Linked DNA regions of Danio rerio: region 1 is linked to region 2. A link is a contact called in public Hi-C data. All regions are on one chromosome and are shown on one strand. The core of a region is the stretch at or near the end of the contact, and the rest is flanking DNA. Distances in the headings are between cores, read along the strand shown.

Evidence for each region. A called contact is a pair of places that touch in the nucleus more often than the background predicts.
Region 1: a Hi-C map of hematopoietic stem cells shows a contact between it and region 2, with 1.9 times the contacts expected there. The contact joins two enhancer-like sites. A contact is called at or near these places in 4 of 18 Hi-C or Micro-C datasets (caudal fin, embryo, hematopoietic stem cells and 1 more).

What each region holds. Positions count from the first base shown.
Region 1 is chr12:25,327,285-25,333,729 of GRCz12tu, reverse strand. No RefSeq gene overlaps it. Among named protein-coding and RNA genes, the nearest start is that of map3k8, 35 kb to the left of the region's middle. Within about 2 kb of position 3,354, at least 13 of the 62 cell types and tissues checked have an H3K27ac peak or open chromatin away from gene starts, as enhancers often do.
Region 2 is chr12:25,247,285-25,253,006 of GRCz12tu, reverse strand. No RefSeq gene overlaps it. Among named protein-coding and RNA genes, the nearest start is that of bambia, 100 kb to the right of the region's middle. Within about 2 kb of position 3,801, at least 4 of the 62 cell types and tissues checked have an H3K27ac peak or open chromatin away from gene starts, as enhancers often do.

The sequences.
Region 1 (6,445 bases), core at 2,105-4,604, 81 kb before region 2:
GAAAATGGTAAATTTGGCCCAAATGACAGAGGACAAATGTGGGCAACAGTTTTCAATAATTTGGCATAGTATTAAAGAATAATCTGGGTCTAAACCCAAAGTGGCTTACACATGTATGTGCAAATGTAGCGCAACTATCCTAAAACATATGTGGGCCCCTTGTGTCAAATATTCGGCACAGTATGCTCTGGCTAATGTGAATGTGAGCCTAAAGTGGCCCAGAGAAAATATGGCAAATGTGGCTTAGTTATTTAAAAACATATGTGGGACACGTTTGGCAATTTTTATTGGCACAGTAAGCTCTGGCTAATGTTGCTTTGAGCCTAAAGTTGCCCAGTGAAGATGTGGCAAATGTGGCCCAGTTATCTTAAAACATATGTGGGCCACTTTTGGCACATATTAGGCACAGTAAGCTTTAGCTAATGTAGCTGTGAGCCTATATTGGCCCAGAGATAATTTGACAAATGTGGCCCAGTTATCTTATTAAATATGTGGGCCACTTTTGGCCAATATTTGGCATATTAAGCTTTGACTAATGTGGCTGTGAGCCTAAAGTGGCCCAGAGAAGATATGGCAAATGTGGCCCAAATCTGGCAAACAGGAGTGGACTGCTCAAGTGCTATCATTCCATGTGGTATGTGGGCCAGATTTAAATATCTGCTGTGGGCCAGATCTGGGCCAAAATAAAAGCAAACTGTGGCCCAGAATAGGGTCAGTTCTTGTTTATGTGGTTGAATTCTGCCTGATTTGTGGTATTACTATAGCTTAAGTTTGGCCTAGATCTGGCAGACAGGATCAGACCAAGTGTGCCGCAAGCCTACGTTTGAGTGAGGGTCTCGGCCATTAGATCGCCCCCTGGGGGCTGGCTGCAGTACAAGTCATAAAGCCCGCCTCCTCCGTGTTAATGAAGGAGACTTGAGCCCAAATAAAAAAAAATATTACACTTGCAATAAAATGTCCCGAAAGATAGTTCTGGTCGATTAAGGCACTGGTTATTGTGCTGAAATAGGTGCAGATCTTCATTTTTGTAAACAGTTTGTTTTTAGCAGTAATTTAATGCTGGGCGTGTCGTCGTGATTGACAGCTGTGATTGACAGTTTCTCAAAGCGCGGCGTCTGAGCTTCGGCAGGAGACTGAAGTAGACTGAAATGTTATTATTCGATTTCTGTGTTATTTTACCATGACAAAATGAGTTCAGCAGTAAACTATAGTTTCTGACATACATGATCCTGGTGGAACACTGTTTATTCGCTAAGTTCAGGGCTTTTTTAGGGCTTTATTAGTTTGCTGATACACGCCTAGCCACCCAGATAGCAAAACACAGTTCCGGCTAGATTCTCGCCTGCCGGAGACTTATCTCTTAGAGCTCAGACTGACTAACGTTACCTCTGCTGGACCTACTCCGGATGCCTGGACCCACTACCCAATTCCAGCCCGAGTCAATCGAGCCAGATGCGGCGGCCGAGCGAGCCGGAATCAGCCCGCGACGCCGCGAGTAAGTTATGCGCTGCGGCCTGGAGCTGGCGCGATTGAATATATAAAACCCTCATATTTGTTAACGTTATTACATCCATTTGTGTTGATATGACAGCAAACGCATGCTGAGAAGTTCGGGGGGCGTAGTTGATTTTACATAAAGCGTTTGATTGGAAGCTCGACTCTGCTCATTTTCGCGGCTCCTCCTCTGGCTCCATCAGAAAATCCTTCTGCGCATGTCAAGGCTCCAATTTCAGCAGTCTTTTGCGACAGTTTGTGCCCGTCAAGCAGGCGTTTTGCCCTCAAGGCGTTCAATGGGAAAAAGGGCTGTCGCGTCGTCCATATTTTTTACAGTCATTGGATCAGACCGCCCAAAAGCCATCATTCCATGCGATATGTGGGCCGCATGTAAGTGTCTGTTGTGGGCCGGATTTAAGCCACATGAATTTTGCTACATGGGAAACAACAGGCTAAAATTGTGTTAAAATCACATGTTTCTTTTTCTAGATTGCTTTTAAAAACATTATGAGTTGGGTTTAGGGAAGGGGTCAGTTGGTCAGTTATTCAATCGACAACAAGCTGGCCTGGTTGGCTTAAGTGTATTGCGCCCTCTGGTGAATTTACACAAGAAGAGGATGCGCAAGAGGAATTTGTGATCATCAAAAAGCGTACACATCAGCCAAAAACTGAGCAAACGCATCGCTGGTCACACATTTCGCTGTCTCCAGAAATGTAGATACTATGTATCTATAGTAAGCCTGGGTTAGCCCTTGCATTTTTAAAAAGTTACATGTTTACATGACAACATTTTCAAAACATTATGCGGTCTACACATCCAGGAGAATGACCAAAAAATTGTATTATATATTAGGCCAGAAATTTAAAAAAAAATTTTTTAAAGTTTTTGGCTGAAAATATTGTCATGTATCTGTCTCCTAAGAACTAAGTACACCTCACACCATCAACCTCAAGGGAAACACCAAAGGCTGCGGTCTTTAACAACATTGTTAGTATGTCCACCTCCCATGCTGGAGATGCTAAAAAAACAGTAAGAGTTTAAACTGTTAGCGGGCCAAAATGAAAAATGGACACAACTGAGTTTCTATACATAAAACAAATATATATTTTTAGAAGTTTCTTTCAGTTAGTTTCACAAAATAAAGTCATGTTTGGAACAACACAGAGGCTGAGCATTGGATGACAGAATACATTTTTTTATTTGTGCCTTTAAGTAAACATCTACGACTACAACACAATGAGTACCAGTGGCTGCCATCTGTGAGGTACAATTTAAACATCCTACACGTCAAAACTCTAAGGACAACATACTTTAATCAAAGATTACAAACAACGATAGAGCCGTACAAACAAAAATAATGATTAGCGTTCATCTCACAGGCAGAACTAGCTGAAACACAGCTGCATGGGGAATTAAACAGTGGGGCTCTCTATGGGAAAATGAGTGCAAATCATAATTTAGTCAGGACGGCCATTTGAAGCTCCGGCCTCTCTTCATCTCACTTATCGAGCCATCGGATATAGCTGATGTTATTTTTCTCCTCTTTTTCACAAAACATGAATAGAGCCTCTGTCATTTAAGCAGGCAGAGAGAGATGGAATGCGTTCGTGTGTGTTTATGCGGGGTGTGCGTCCAGCGTCAGTTTGGGGGAGTCTGTCAGTCTGGGTGCTAGAAGGGGTCTGGGATGTCTCCTTCCTGCTGACTTCCTTATCGCCATGGAGATCCTGAATCTATGTCTCTCTGGTGTCCGCCGTTGCTCCCAAGGCACACACAAACTTTCATTCTCACACAAATACATACACACACAGAGACGCGGGGCGGGATGCAGGAAGCCGTCCTCCACCTCACTTGAAGGTATGCCCCTGGTGAAAAAGCTTCCAGAGGGCGTATGTGTGTTAAAGTTCTTTGGTGGGGCCCCAGAAGTGAGCTGATCGTTTGTTTTCAGAGCCATTACTATGACAGGCTGTTTACTGAGAGGGGCAGATTACAGTTGCACTCTGCACTGCTGTTAGTGCACCAGAATAAACAGCCACACCAGCGCGGATTACTGTTATTAATGAAGAGCATCTCCATTCCTGTCTACTTATTTTGATATATACTAATCAGTGGTGGTAAAAAGTACAGAAAATAAGCACTTGAGTAAAAGTACAGAGAGTCCCTAATCAAATATTTCCTGTGAAGAAGTATAAAGTCCTCTTTTTAAATATAACTTTATTTAGGTACAAAAGTATTTAATTTTAATTTTACTTAAATAATAAAAGTAAAAACACTTACTGATGAATGTTTATTTTGCAAGTAAGCTGAATGACCAAAACTTGTCATGCTCTCATAACTACACTGATAAGTCATACCAAAAAATGAAAACACATTCACACGTTGAACCCCATTCAGATCAGTTTATAAAATCAGAGAATTATTTACAGGAGACTCTGGCTGCGTTCCAATACACTTTCAGACATGTACTCGCAAATTACTCTTTACTTGTTCTCTCAGAGAGTCCAAAGGAATTAAGTGGATGAGGGAAGCTTATATGGACATACCCTTGATCCCTCGATTTTGACTGAGGGAGCAAATCGGCTTCATATTAGGGTTGGGTGATTTGACCTTAAATAAAAATCTTGAGTAATTAAACATTTTAACTTGATTACGATAAATGAACGATTATTTTATTTATAATTTTTTTTTGCCCTCATAGTTCACTGACAGGTTTTGTACAGTAAATATGCTCAACATTACAAGTGAGAGATTTTTCCAATCATCGTCAATGTAGTACAAAGTAAGGGTCAAGAATAGGTCCATCGTCCTACTTGACCAGAGATCAGATGTGGCTGCAAAGCCTTTAAAGGCTGGTTTATGCTTCTGCGTCGAGTAATCGCCGTGACCCAGAGAGCCTGCCTTGCACATAGCTGTGCATTTATACTTCTGTGTGCTGTTTGTGTTGCTTTGCAACATTTCCGAAACGTTAGCTGGTAGCGGGTTTTTATGTTCCTCTGTATCGAGTTTCTATAGAGTTTTGCTGTTTCTAAAGGCTACTTTAATATAAAGGTTGCTAAAACTCAGAGATGGGAACCGGACGAGGTGCAACAACTTTAATCATAGGGTAAAAACAAACAAAAAAGTTTCCATGTGGAGCTTGTCAGCGAGACTTTACACTTTTAAACACTCGTTCAATGGGCTCCGCACCACTCAGCCTCATAACAGCTACCAAACAACCAATCACAGACCTTGCGTTATGCGTCATCGCAAGTTTTGAGAGGTGCATGGGTGTGTGACTGCGCAAAGGTAGCATCGCGCCGAACACTTGACGCAGAAGTATAATAATAAATAAATCAGCCTTAACAAAGTGGGGTCCCATGACTCCACATGTGGCAGAAAAGTAATCAAAAAAATCAACCTGAAAAAATTAGATTACGATTATTTTTCGATAATCGCCCAGGCCTACTTCATATGTCCACTCCAGCATCTATATGTCCCAGAATGCAATGTGATTGTGACGTCACAACAGTGCACCTTCCAAGTGCTCAAGGGTTTAGTGGATTCCACTTAAACCCATTCAGATGCTCTGCCGGTAGTGGACACTAGTGTGATGTAATCAAGAACATACATCTGAGGGAACGAGATGAAGGTAAGTTGAAGTGCGTGAAGGGCATAAAAATTGGACTGGAATGCAGCCTTACTCTGACTGAATCATTTAAATCAGTGAATCTTTTACTAAAGTCTTACTTTGAATGTATCTTTTGACTAAGTGAATCTTTTACTGAAGTCACACTTTGAATGGATTTTTTAAATTAGCGAATCATTAACTAGAGATTTACACTGGGTTCTATTCAGAAGGGCTCATCATTTCGTCTTTAAGCGAATGCTAGGTCAGCGGATTTGAGACGCAGAGAGGAGTTGAACAGGAAGACGGGGTTCGAATGATTCCAGAAAGCGGGTAAGACAAAAACAGAAGCCAAAAAAAAATAAATAAATAAAATAAAATAAACAAGTTATTAACAGGGTGAGATTGTGGTAAAATTTGAAAAGGTGGTTAAAATCAGGCGAGGCCTTTTCTTTTTCTGAATTGCTTTTAAAAAATTTTGGTTGGGTTTAGGAAAGGGGGTGGGCGGGTCAATCGGTGCTTTTGAAAACACTATCGGTTGGGTTTAGGGAAGGAGGATGGTGGGTCAGTTGATCTGTTAGTGAGTCATTCAACAGCTGTCTCAGCTGGTGGATTTTACATGAGAAGAGTAGGTGCAAATGGCATTCGAAAGAGATATTTGAGATCTGAAAAAGCAAACATGGCGGCTCTAGTGGATTTGTGAAAACAAAAACGAAAGTTTTTTGCAAAAAAAAAAACCCCTCTTGAGACGTATTTGGCGCTCTCCAGAAATGTATATAGCGGTACGTTTTCAGAATGAGTCTAGGTTGTAAGAAGCCTATAACAATCGCAACTTTGCTCAATCACATTTAAGATTAAAACTAATGAATTACTCAGTAGTGAGTAAATTTTCATTATCTGACAAACTGTCCCTTTAAATATGTGTAAATTTGATGCTGTAAACTTCTGTTTTTTTGACTATGCTGCCATTTGCACACCAAATTAAATCACATTTATTTTTGTATGAGTCAGAGATTAACTAAAATAATTTCAGAGATAGTTCATGCAATCAAAATGTTCAAAATGTTGGTTGTGGTGGAGGAGTTAACATTAAGATACATTCACTATTCGTCAAGCTTAAGATAAGTTAAAAAAAATAAGAATTCATAATCATTCATTTTCTCTTTGGCTTAGTTCCTTTATTAATCTGGGGTCACCACAGCGGAATGAATCGGCAACTTATCTATCATATGTTTTACGCAGCGGATGCCCTTCCAGCCTGTTACTGGGAAAATAATTCATAATTTCTAATGGATTTTCATGTTTTAAGACTGAAAGTCAAGCCATTAAAGTTTTAATCTGACTTTAAT
Region 2 (5,722 bases), core at 2,552-5,051:
ATCTAAGATCAGTTCATCCAGACAATTTAATCTGATTCGTGAACTTTGAAGAACCAAAATAGCTAGAGATCACTTATCAAGATTAAAAGATCCAGGATCTGCCTAATCATCTTAGATCATTCATTTCAAACAGGGAGTGATATACACAGAAGCGAACAAGATAACTAAAAAAGAAACAGGTGTAACTAATCAGAAACCATGGAAACTAATAAGGGGTTAACAGGAATAAACAAAGAAAAGTAAAGGAATATAAACACAAACACTGCAACTGCAACATAACCCCCACAACTAGCGCAAATATAAATAATAAGAATGGAATTGTTGAAACACGGGAAACCACTATAGCACTTTTTCCTACATAATAAATGACCTATCCTCAGACCATACACACAACAAACAATAACAAACCCTGTTGCTCAAGATGGATGTGTTTAGATACACAGTCATATCAAACAGATCTCTAGGTCATTTAACTAAAACATTTTGATGACAAATTGGACTACGCGTTTCAGACAAGCCAAACTATTCCTTTCCTAGCTGTTTACATGCATACATAACTGTGTTTATGTGAAGTGTGGGTTTTTGATATAACCTTGTGTGTATTTGACAGTTTATGTACAATAAGATGCTAAAGAGAACATTAATTTGATCCTCACATGACGAGCTGTTGGACAGTTGCCTTTCTATGTGTGGTTTAATTGTTTAGTGACTAGAATATAGTTTATCAGGGGTTTAAACTGACAAGGCTTTAAAACAATTGCAGAAAACAAACTTTTGTGAGCATGATAGACACACATCAAAATAGATTATCTAAATCATGGGTTTAAAAATATCTGTCCTTTTCTAGAAGGATTGGGAGCAGTTAATTTGCAGATAAAGAGACAAGACCATTTAAAGCAGGTCTCAAACACGATCCCTTGAGGGCCGCATCTCTGCAAAGATTTGCTCCAGTCCTAATCAAAACACAGCTGATCCAACTAATCAAGGTGTTCAAGACTACTAAAGACTATTAAGCAGATGTGAATTGGAGATGGTTGGAGCTAAACTATGTAGAGCTGCGGCCCTCCAGGAATTGAGTTTGAGACCACTGATTTAAAGAAACTAAAATATGTCACAAATGGTCTGCGTGGTAAATAGTTTAAATTTCACATAAACTCTGGGGAAAAATAAAACATATATTGTATCTTGATAAAGAAACATAAGTTGTCTTTTTTTGATGGTGTGTATTGATAGTCTGCTACTTAGTCTACTTGAAACAACATCACAAATGTTTTTGTTGTGCATTAAGGAATTTATTTGAATGCCTTGCACTGTATAAAAATTAATATGCCTCAGAGCAGAATTTCAGTTAACCAATTTTATCGTTTTTATGCAAAATTCTACATATACAGTTTATTAATGTAGAAAGTGTCTTATTTTGTGATTGTGAGACAAACATGCAATCATGTTTAAGGTACAAATTATATAATTACTGCATTAGCAACAGACAAAGTACAAAGGATTAATAGCATTTGATTAAAACATTTCCTAGTAAGATTAAAACAATATTTTCCCCCTTATTTTTAAGTATATCTAAACTTGTATTAAACAAGTGACTCTTATTTTGATAATGAAAGAGGCAGGGCGACTAAAACGCTTATATATTCCTTTTTTATATATGTACCAAATGATGTTTAACAGAGCAAGTAAATTTTCACATTATGTCTGATAATATTTTTTCTTCCGGAGAAAGTCTTATTAGTTTTATTTCTGCTAGAATAAAAGCAGTTTTAAATTTTTTAAAACGCATTTTAAGGCCCCTTTAAGCTAATTTCTTTGATAGTTGACAGAACAAACCATCATTATACAATAACTTGCCTAATTACCCTAACCTGCCTAGTTAACCTAAACCTATTTAAGCCTTTAAATGTCACTTAAAGCTGTATAGAAGTGTCTTAAAAATATCTAGTCAAATATTATTTACTGTCATCATGGCAAAGATGTTTCTCATAGATCTGTTGCGGCTGGAAGTGCATCAGCTGCGTAAAAAACTTGCTGGATAAGTTGGCGGTTCATTCCGCTGTGGCAACCCCGGATTAATAAAGGGACTAAGCCGACAAGAAATGATGATCATGGCAAAGATAAAATAAATCAGTTATTAGAAATTAGTTATTAAAACTATTCTCTTTAGAACTGTCTTGAAAAAAATCTCAGAAATTGGGGAAAAATAAACAAGGGGCGAATAATTCAGGGAGGCTAATAACTCTTCAACTTCATCTGTGTGTTCTTGTGTTTGTGTGTGTGTGTGAGTGTGTGTATGTATGTATATATATAAATATATATATTTGATAATACAAAATGCAGGATGTACAAGTTATACATTTATTCAGTACTGCTAATACTGCATACTGCTAATGATAATTACATTATACAAATGCAAACTGTCATAAATAAACTGAAAAAAATATCTATTTCAGTTCTTCAAAACAGCAACGCCCCAACAACACACTTCCTTTTTAGACAGGCACACTCATGAGTCCACAAAGTGGTGCAAATGGATTTGCTATATAAAAAACAAGCAACAAAATGTAAAAATTAGGGTTGTGCTGGTCTGAAAATAACAACAAATCGGCCAAACACATCTTGCACCTTATTGCGCAGGGTGTATTATGGGGCCCTGTGTCTGTCTGTCTGTCTGTCCGTCCGTCTCTCTCTCTCTCTCTGTGTGTGTGTGTGTGTGTGTGTGTGTGTGTGTGTGTGTGTGTGTGTGTGTGTGTGTGTGTGTGTGTGTGCATGCGTGTGAGAGAGACAAAGAGAAAAACAGTGAGTAGGTACAGACAAGCTAAGGAGCGTCAGAGCAGAGCTCATTAATATTTATGATCATTCCAAATAAGGTAAAAACTGAGCTTTTATTTCGAGGGGTAATTCCAGTAGTTACAAATAAACAAATAAAGCTGTTTCTGAAGAATGTTTTATATTACCTATGCCACATACCTAGAAATCAGAGATGAGACAGTGAATCTATTATGGCTGTACTTGTAGAGGCATATTCAAAAGTGTTACCAAAATTGTATAACCACTGTTAAAAACAACTAGAGTACAGTTTACTGAACCACTCCAAAACCCTGTCTCACGTAATTTCTGTCCTCCATCATCACCTTTTCAAACTCCTAGCTCAGTCTCCCTCCAGATCAAATAGGCCGGGAGGTCAATAGCAAACACTTCCATCCAGTGACACTGAGTTCAACCGAAGGGAAAGTACTCTGTTTCCATACAGGACAAAAGAAATGATCACTGGGTTTTTACGCAGTAATGAAGTGTCACTCATCGCATGCTTCATTACTTTAAAGGGGAGGCACAAAAGAGTGTGTGATATGGATCCCACAAACGTGAAGCACAGAAGCCGATCGCTGCATGTTTTTTTTTATAGAGAAATAATCCATTATAATGCTGAAGGGTAATTATAATATAATTTTTCTCCATAATTTCAGCAAGTCGTCTCACATTACACAAAGGGTATGAAATGATGGGGAGTAGACATGGGAACTAGAGCTGGAAAAAGTTTGTCCGCTGTAAATAAGTAAACCGATACTCTTACAAATACTGAGGTTGTAGTTGCAAAAAAAATAGCAAATATGTAATGATTCAACATTCAATAATCCAAAAGAAAAAAACTGAGAAATAAAACAATAAGTAGAGAGAGACAATGTGTTGTAAGGTAAAATGGGGATGGGGACGTAGGAAAATGAGGGACAGAGCGGCGAAGAGGTAGAGACAGTCTATTGATTTGGTCCACAGTGAGAGATAAGGTATCTCCACACATGACTTTATCTGACTGGTTACATATCAGCAAGCGAGCGCACCGTATCGACACGGCAACATCAGTCAATGCCATATGCTGCTCTATTCATCATGCACTCTCAATAATGACAGGCACACATGGCACTGTTTTTTGTAAATGGGTCAAAAGACAAAAGGGGTTTCAAGTGTAGTACAAAAATACAAAGTTCTTGTTTTCTATCCTGAAAAACAATGACTATTGTAGATTTTGATTTTGATCATGATTCATAAAATCAATCACTAAATCTTGTGCAGTGAGACAATAGTTTGCATACAACAAATATATTTATAACCATAATTTTAATAAATAACATTTTAATAAGTACTGGTTGATAATAAGTACTGTTTAATTGATACATTTTCATTGAAGGCTAATAAAACTTTATTTCCCCCATAATGTGGCATCTTATTTTCACATTTATATGTTTGAAACAATAGATTACATACTACGACTTTAAGAAAATCACTGTAATGTAATTTGATGTGGAGGTGAAGACAAAAGAAGTTTTTTTTTTCCTCATTTGTGTTCGATTTTATGACAATATATAAACAAAATCAAGCTTTAATTTTTGCAATAAATGTTTAAACATAATTAATAAACACTGTAATGACCTCACATCTTCAAAAATACTTTTCCTAGTTTTTTTTGTGTGTGTTGTTTTACAAATAAACATCGTTTTAACAAGATAATCTTTAAGTTACACACTTATTAATTATAATATATTGAAATTAACAAATGTAAGCAATCTTTTAATATATGAAATTCTCATAACACTAAAATTTGACTAAACTGTAAAAAATTAAGCAGAAACAATTGAATTCAGATAGTAAATGGGCAACATGCATAGCAAGTGTTTATTAAAAACCAATACACTTTCAGTGAAAGGTTGATGTTTTCAGTTTTATAAGGTTCCTTTTACAGCATCGATGTTTTAATGTAATTGAAGTATAATAGGTTAAATTGATTTAAGCAATTAATTAGTTGTTCAAGAGTTAAATGAGATAAAAGATGCAAGCGCCATCAGGAGCAACTGAAAACAGAACGATGGAATTTAATTTAGTGCTTCTTGTCCGGTCTGAGACCCACTTTAAATCAAATATCAGTCAGACAGTGAAGGTTACTGCTTAAACACAGCGATTGTGTAATGACATAACGGTTCATGGGAAATGCTTGAGCTGGCTTACTGAAAATTAAAAGTCTGTGTGCAAATGCCGCATTCAAAATCACAAGGAAACAAAATAATAGTTCTATTTTCTTCAAAATATCATTTTTACAATGTGCGGTCCCACTTTATATTAAGTGTCCTTAACTACTATGTAGTTGCATCAAAAAATAAATGCAATGTACTTACTGTGATCATAATGTATTTGAGAACACTTGTGGTGCTCTTGAGTTGGGATAGGGGTTGGGTTATGCAAAGGTTTGGTGGTATGGGTAGGTTTAAGGGTGGGTTAAGGTGTAGGGGATGGTCAGCAGTATATTTACAAATGTAATTACAGAAGTTAGTTACAGATGTAAGTACATACAGGTATTAAATCAAGCATAAGTACACAGTAAATACATGTATTTACACAATAAGTACATTGTAACAAACTATTAGTTCCTGTGTAAGTACATATTAATTAAGGACACAATATAAAGTGGGACCCAATGTGCTATTGCATTTGCTTATGAAATGTCTCTATTCTCTTCCAAAAGTATAAACCCTTATGTACTGTTCAAATTACCTTTGTCATGTTGGGTTGTTGCTAGAACGGATATGGTTGTGGCCGGAAGGTAACGAGAATTATTTATCTTATTTATTCAATTTCCCATTTATTGTATTTTATTAACTTCTACCCCTACCCTAACCCGAAACCCAACTGTCACAGTAATGTAAAAAAATAGTAGTTGTACAGAGTA